2 separate regions of the Gossypium raimondii genome follow, and region 2 is linked to region 1. The links are chromatin contacts, called in public Hi-C maps. All regions are on one chromosome and are shown on one strand. Each heading gives the region's core, a stretch centred on a gene start, on an enhancer-like site or on the middle of the called end of the contact. The rest is flanking DNA. Distances are from core to core; before and after follow the strand shown.

The links. A called contact is a pair of places that touch in the nucleus more often than the background predicts.
Region 2: a Hi-C map of leaf shows a contact between it and region 1, with 2.8 times the contacts expected there. The contact joins the promoter of LOC105785922 here to the promoter of LOC105785915 in region 1. A contact is called at or near these places in 2 of 2 Hi-C or Micro-C datasets (both in leaf).

What each region holds. Positions count from the first base shown.
Region 1 is chr1:43,198,855-43,202,449 of ASM2569854v1, reverse strand. It overlaps LOC105785915 (ubiquitin-conjugating enzyme E2 10), which reads right to left and starts at 1,712. Exons shown (of 5, transcript XM_012612114.2): 1 at 1,384-1,712; 2 at 1,165-1,292; 3 at 987-1,091; 4 at 177-325. The coding sequence starts at 1,453. The coding sequence ends at 182. LOC105785914 (rac-like GTP-binding protein ARAC3) reads right to left here. Exons shown (of 7, transcript XM_012612112.2): 5 at 3,195-3,259; 6 at 3,009-3,074; 7 at 2,418-2,928. The coding sequence ends at 2,824.
Region 2 is chr1:43,403,216-43,407,123 of ASM2569854v1, reverse strand. LOC105785922 (chloroplast protein FOR GROWTH AND FERTILITY 2) reads left to right here and starts at 2,033. Exons shown (of 2, transcript XM_012612125.2): 1 at 2,033-2,483; 2 at 3,552-3,908. The coding sequence starts at 2,166.

The sequences.
Region 1 (3,595 bases), core at 463-2,962:
TACTCAAAATCCATTAACAGTATTATCAATTGTACTTTAATTTTCAAATCAAAGGGACTATAATTTTAAAAATAAAAGCAAAGGGACTAAATTTCAAAATAGTGAAAAGTACAGGGACTGAGGGCATATTTAAACCTGAAAAAGAATTACTAATAGTAAAATAGTATTAATGGCACCTAGTTCAGCCCATGGCATATTTATGGGTCCAGCTCCGAGCAGTAGATTCGTACTTTAATTTGTCAGCTTTGCACATACGAGCAATCTCCGGTACAAGAGGATCATCAGGGTTTGGGTCGGTTAGCAGTGAACATATAGACAGTAAAACCTGCATTAGCCCAATATATATAAATATAGCATTTAATTAGTTTACATGTTTTTTTTTAACTACATTTAGGGGTGAGTAAAATTCAATTCGAAAAAATCGAAAAAATTTTAAATTTCAAGTTAATCGAATCGAGTTATTCAAATTATTTGAGTCAACTCAAATAAGTAATTCGAATTTCAAGTTCAAATCGAGTTAAATTTTACAATTCGAATAACAGATTAGTGCAAATAATTATACAAATTAGTAATTGTTAAAATTTTCATTTTCTTTTAATAAATTATTGACGTGGCATATTAGCACATTGAGTGATTAACATGTGGCATTTTTTGTTGACTTTTGACTAAAATTTAGGACCTCTCTATAAAGTTTAGGGGAAAAAGTTTTGGACTAATTATAGGGAGGTCCCTAAACTTTAGTCAAAAGCCAACCAAAGATGTCACGTACCAATCACTCAATGTGCTAATGTGCCACATCAGCAACCCATTAAAATAAAACAGACATTTTAACAGCAGTCGTACAATTATTTTTTTTCGAGTGATTAAATTAAGAAAAAAATTTGAAGTGACCAAAATAGGACATGCCCTATTTTAGTGATTATGCGTGTAGTTTACCTTTTTTTTTTTTCTTTTTTCTTAGTTTTATTGATCCAAGCTTTACCTACCTTGGATATGGTGAGTGCAGGACTCCATTGTTCTTTGAGAATGTCTAAGCAGATATTGCCATTACTGTTTATGTTGGGATGGAAAACCTTGGTCCTGAAGGCAATCTGAAAAACAATTTGGTGAACATTATTATGTTAAAAAGCCCATAGAGATGCATTAGGTGCTAGATTATGGTACCTTAGGAGGTTTAAAAGGGTAATCAGGAGGGAAATGGATGGTCACAAGGAAAACACCACCAGCATATGGACTATCATTTGGACCTATAATGGTTGCCTGCCAATGAAACATATTTTCACCCACTGGACCTGGATAAAGTACAGCTTATGTAGTGAATTTACCTTGCAAACAACAATGGAGATTAGCTGCTATGCGATTTTGTTTCTTTCTAACTCTTACCTGCACTGCATGAAGCTGGAGGATCTCTTTGCAAGTCCTTGAGCTCCTTTAGTATTCTTTTTGACGCCATTAATAAAGTTCTTATATATATATATATATATATATATATATATATATATATATTCAAGAGGGAGAATGGGGAAATGTAATGGAGAACTTCAAAGGGGAAGATGGTAGCTTTATTTAATGGAGGAATTGTAGGTGTTTGTGAAAGAAAGAGGTCCACCAATTCTTTACATATTGATGAAAGTGGAAGGAAAAAGTTGGTATTCTAGGTTAATGAAAGAGAATCGAAAGAGAGGCACCTTCCGATGCTTAAGTCGACAAAAATTGAATGGACAAAGACAAGTTTAAGTGCCCTTATCTCATTCCTTTGTACCATCTTTTGATTTGTGCACCCCCCTTGTTTGATGGACTTAATGATTGGGTACAACTTGAAGAATCAACAACTTTATAAAAGGAGGAAAACTTGGGAAGATATTAATGGCATCTCATGTATCTTTATTTATAATTTTCCGGTCTAAGAGCAAAAGTTATCTAAAGATATAACTCGAAGACTTTTCCAATGACTACAATGGCTATGCCATTTTCTAATTCATCTTTCTCACTATCTTGGTAAGGAGAATTATTTTGGTTCATATTCGCTTTAACTTCCTCAAAACTGACTACTCATCATTTTGATTCATATATAAGCAGAAAGATGGCATCTCAGTTCATCTTTCATAGAAATCTGTAAGGCCAATGAGATCAAAAAGAACCATTTGTATAGAACACCATGTGGAAGCAACAAACAATCGAACCGAGGGAACTACAGCAGTCTGACAATAAGGATCGAGTATATATGTTGGAATTCGATTCTCAAACCTGCTGGTTACCATCTTTTAAGCATGACTCTTGCAGTTCATGAACCAACTAGACTCGATCCGAGGCTCATTCCCTTTCTATCCGTATAAATTCAATGTTAGAAGGGAGAATGGAAGTGGCAAGATGAAGTAGAAGAAACAATATTCAATCAGGTAAGCAAAAGAAATTAGTGAACTCCAAAACCACAAATATAATATTAGTTCATTAAAACATACTAGATCAGATTACATCACAAGAAACAATAGGAAACAATTTCTCCATGTTTCAGTTAACAGATCAAACATATCTAAACCCAAAGTAACTGAAGGAAAGTGTGAGAACACATAAAGGGCCATCAATATACAAATTCAAAAGACAATCCATGAGAGAAAAAAAGAAAAGAAGAGAAAAGAAAAAGCACAAATTTAGATGATTATAGGAATGATCCTAGTTCTGTTATAGTTCAGACTACAAACCAAAAGGAGCTATTTTCTCAAGGTGAGAAAGAGATGATAGACATGGTGAGAGACTAACAGATTTATGTGGCTAAATGGGCCATGATATCCACCCCGGCATCCATAACTGTTCATCACGTGATCACAATATCGAGCAGGCTTTTTGTGACTTTCTCTTCTTTTTCTTCTTCTGCTTTGGTGGCTGGAGAACCACTTTGATGGCCGCATCAAAGACCGCTTTCACGTTCTGTATTTCAAGAAGTAATTAACATACTTCCAAGGCTTGTAAACAAAAAGCAATGGTAGATCAGTCGAATATGTACATACCTGCTGTGTCTTTGAACTACATTCAATGTAAACAGGGGCTCCAATCAGCTTCCTTAATTCCTCCCCCTTTCAACATGAAAAGTTAAAGAACATAGTCAAAATTAGGATTCGATGTTATCAAGTATCAACAGGAATGGCCAATAACGGAACTTAGAAATTATTACTACAACAAGCAGCTGAGAGTACCTGGGCTGTGGTAATGGGCACTGCTCCAGGGTGATCTACGAAGAACTGCTTATCATCCCGAAGATCTACAGTAAGAAATGTGGCAGCTGTTAATGAAACATAGAGTGGCAGCGTTTAAGATTAACATTGGGTTCATTCTTTGCTTGTTATTCATTTGCCATGGGATTTGTAATTTTTTCTATCAAACCTTGTAATGGATTCGTTCCTCCATGATTAATGATTCAAACCACTGTTTAGCTAGCTCAAGAATATAAAATGATAAGACTCATATGAAACCAAACCTGAGAGTGAAATTTCAATAAAAGAACATAGACCAGGCCCAAGTTTTAAAAGTTTTCTGCTTATTTCTACCTTTCCCATTTTCTTCAAGCATCTTCCTCTAAGATGATGAATATTATATT
Region 2 (3,908 bases), core at 784-3,283, 200 kb before region 1:
TCATTGTTTTATAGATTATCGGAAGCTTGATTTGGTTGGAAGCTCGTCGAATACCTATCACACTATCCAACAATAAATTTGGTAGTTTTTGAGTAATTTGACTAAGGTTTATAATGGCATGTATAGGGTGGTTTGTAATGGTATTATGGTGTATGTGGTAATGGTGTTTTGGCTTGTATAAACTTTGGACAGCTATGTTGATTTGTTACACTTTGATGCCTTACCAAGTCATGTTATTTTGGTAACTTTTAAGTGCTTGTTTATAAGGTTCTCTTGGCATGTTGATGATGGTTTGAAAATGTTTACTTGTGACATGTTTTAGTCCATATTTGAACTAGGTTATTTTAAATTTTGGTCATTTTGGGTTTAGGTCAATTTTGAATATGAAATAAATGAATCGAATTTGCAATATTAAGTTAGAATTCACAAATGTAATTATTAGAGATCAATATCTTTTTTATTTGGATAAGAAAAAATGTTTATGGGAAGCAAAATTTTGTTACCGCGTATAACAACATTGATAATGATTACAACCCAACTCAATAAGGAGAAATAAAGCAAATAAGACACTACTTATTCGCCTATATCCCAATCAACCACCAATCCATCAAGGAGTTTAAGGAATGAGTAAATTTGGTAAGGGTAGATAATTACTGTCTAACAATATTTGTTAGCAACCTAAAGGTATCTGTTGGCAATCTCCTACCTAATCAAGCAAAGACAAGACGCAATGGGTCTTTGCTTGCTTAATGGCCCAGTTCAATGCATCCAGCCAGGGTTTAGGTTGTACCAAAGCTCTATTGGATGTAAGAACATGTTGTGTAAACCGGCTGGCATTCATAAAATATATATGGTCCTTGGTTTCTGCAATGGTGCCACATAATAAGAGGCATTCGCTAGATGAGATGTAGCCCCAACTCTGCACCAACTTTGTCCACTACCATTGGAGACTTTAAACATTAAAAAAAAAAAAAAGAGTATCGTCCTCCCTAAAGAAAGCCGAAGGGTGAACAAAAGTAGGCACAAGAAGGCTAAAACACCAGCCCCATATTGTTGTTGGGTTGAGAATTTGAAACCCTGCGTCTAAGGTGAGGTCTTAAAAACGAGCGCCCATCAATGCGTCAGTGCGTGCGTGTGGCGGGCGTGTGCTAGCACGAGCATTGTGCGTGTAAAGGGTGGTGAATAGGCCGTAGGTGGGTCTACACGTGGTCCTTTGAAGTTGTCCAGGATAACTTTTTATGCTGAATTGATGTCCAATGCTTGGATAAGTTCAACATTTCAAATCCTATGCCAACTTCACCAACTTTGTCCCTTTCCGCAACCACCTTCCCGTTTATGAATTAACAATTCATTCAGCTTACCTTAATTAAGAGTGTTGTGATTCCCCAAACGCTAGTGGCAATTGGGAAGGTCACTATTGAGTGTTTGGAAATAGCTGGTTCATAAAATGAAGCAAAGTTGGGGGTGGAAAAATCTTAGCTTAAGGAGCTGTTGTGGACTCATTTGAGGCCATGAAATGGAATGAGATCTGAGAGCAATCAAAATCAATGGACACTGCATCATTAATGATTGACTGAAACCTACTTATGTGTAAGAGTTGTTTAGGATTATTTAATTATTAATTAAAATTTTGCACATTTTTATTGAATTACTAGTATTTTTATTATCTTTTTTTTTTGAAACATTGTTTTGCATTTTCCCAAGAAATGAAATTTTTACACTTATAGGAATATAGACAATATAAAATTCCTACGTAAATTTATGTTTTGATTGTACAAAAAATCATATTCTTTTTTTGTTGAAAATGTATCACTTTATTTATTATTATTTAGAAATGAAATAACATGCTATTATTAGAAGAAATGATTTAGAGGAAAACTATTTTAATATAAATTAGAAAATTATTTTAGATTAAATTTAGAAGAAAAAAAAATGTGGGAGAAATCTAGGGTTTAGAGCAAACCGATTTAACCTTCAAAGTAAAAAATAAGTAATAAAAAGGTAGGGTTTAGTCAAAAAGAAATTTCAATCCAAATATAATCTCCATTTCCAATTTTCAATTAAACCTCCTCGTTTTCTGCCAAAACTTTATCTTCAGCACAACTCTCCCACTCCCTCTGCCAAAATCTTCACCTTTTAAAGCCTTCAACTTTCCAAAGGAAGCCATGGAAAGGCTTCTTTACTCCTCTTCTCCAACTCCTTTGGAGATCTCTCGAAAGCCCTCTCCTTCTCTCTCTCGACTCGCCAGATTCGACTCTCCTACTCTCGGCTTCGTTCCTTCGCTCACTCGCCCCCAACTCAGGCGATTCATTTCTATTTCATGCAAGGCCGATAATAACCCATCTCACTTCTCTTATCCTCTATCCAATCCCAGCAATGAATTGCCTTCAATCGGTTCTCCGCGAGTCGACTCGGCAAATGGGTCAACACCCACGTCCAATTTTCTCGAGCTTGTTGCAATTAAAGCTTCTGCACAAAGAAAGGTATGGCATCTATACAAGCTTTTAATAAAACTATTGCAATTGATTTATTCCTCTTGAATTTATTGAAGAAAGAAAGAAAAGAAAAGAAATCTTTGAGGAACTTTCGGAGCTTCTTTTGGTTATTAATATCAACTTTACTTCAATTGGGCTTTAAGAATTTCAGATTTGTGTGTTTAATTATAATATTGAAAGCTTTATGCTTTAAAATTGAAGGGTTGACTTGGTCAATACTTAATTAAGGATTTCTAGTTATAGGGTGAATAGATTATGCATCCAGAAAGTAAACTATGGACATAAGGATTTTGATGCCCAATTGTTACAAAGATGGGGTCCTTTTTAAAGAAGAATGGTTGAGAGAAAGGGGCAAAATGCAATTTAGCTGAGTTAATTATGAATCACCACTCCATGTCAATTTTCTTCTACTATTGCCCTTTTTGGTTTATCATTTTCATTTGGATGCTTAACTAAACAAAGGAAATATGAAGAATTCGAAAATTATCAGGGAAATGGATTCCAAATTAGACATGACTGTTTACGCATACATTTGCAGTTTTGGACCAATCAGTTAAATAGATTAGAAAATTGGAGTGAAACTAGCTTTTGTAAGTGTATACTATTTTCACAATTTCTTGTTCATGAATTAGGTAAGTTCTGCTTTGCTGGTGTACAACAGTAGCATATGGAAGCTAAAATTTTAGTACTGTTAGTATTACACTATAGTCATTGCTAGTGGCTGAATGTGGAATCTTTTATCGTAAGTATAACCGAGGGAATTCATGCATTTGGAAATTTTGAATCATCCACTAATGATGATCAGTGTAATTCTGAGATATCGATGGATTAGAGGAAGCGTGGCATAAATTATGAATACATGTAATTTAATGTGAACATCCATGTACAAAGCATGCATCCCATGGCAGTGGGACACTTTTGTCATGCATTTTGTCACATTCAGCATGGCATTTGCAGTTTATAAGGAATAAGATTCTATGTGGAAACTGGAAGTGGTGTAGTCCTGTTTATTGACGAAGAGTACCAACAGTTTTTTTTATTCTACACATGTTTCAGGCAATCACAGCAGGGACATATATAGCACTCTCTGCCATTATCATGTTCTTAATCCAACCAATTTTTGCACCAGCAGCTTTTGCAACCTTTCAAGCTGGTGCTAAAGCCAGTGGAACTGCAGCTGCTGCAGTCGGGGGTGGAGTACTCCGTACTGAATTACTAAGTAGTGCATGGACTGGTTTCTTTGCTGGTTGCTTACATACCCTATCAGGGCCTGACCACCTAGCTGCTTTGGCTCCACTATCAATTGGCCGCACTCGAATGGAAAGTGCTGTTGTTGGAGCTCTATGGGGTTGTGGTCATGATGCTGGTCAGGTTATCTTTGGATTACTATTTTTACTTCTAAAGGATCGCCTT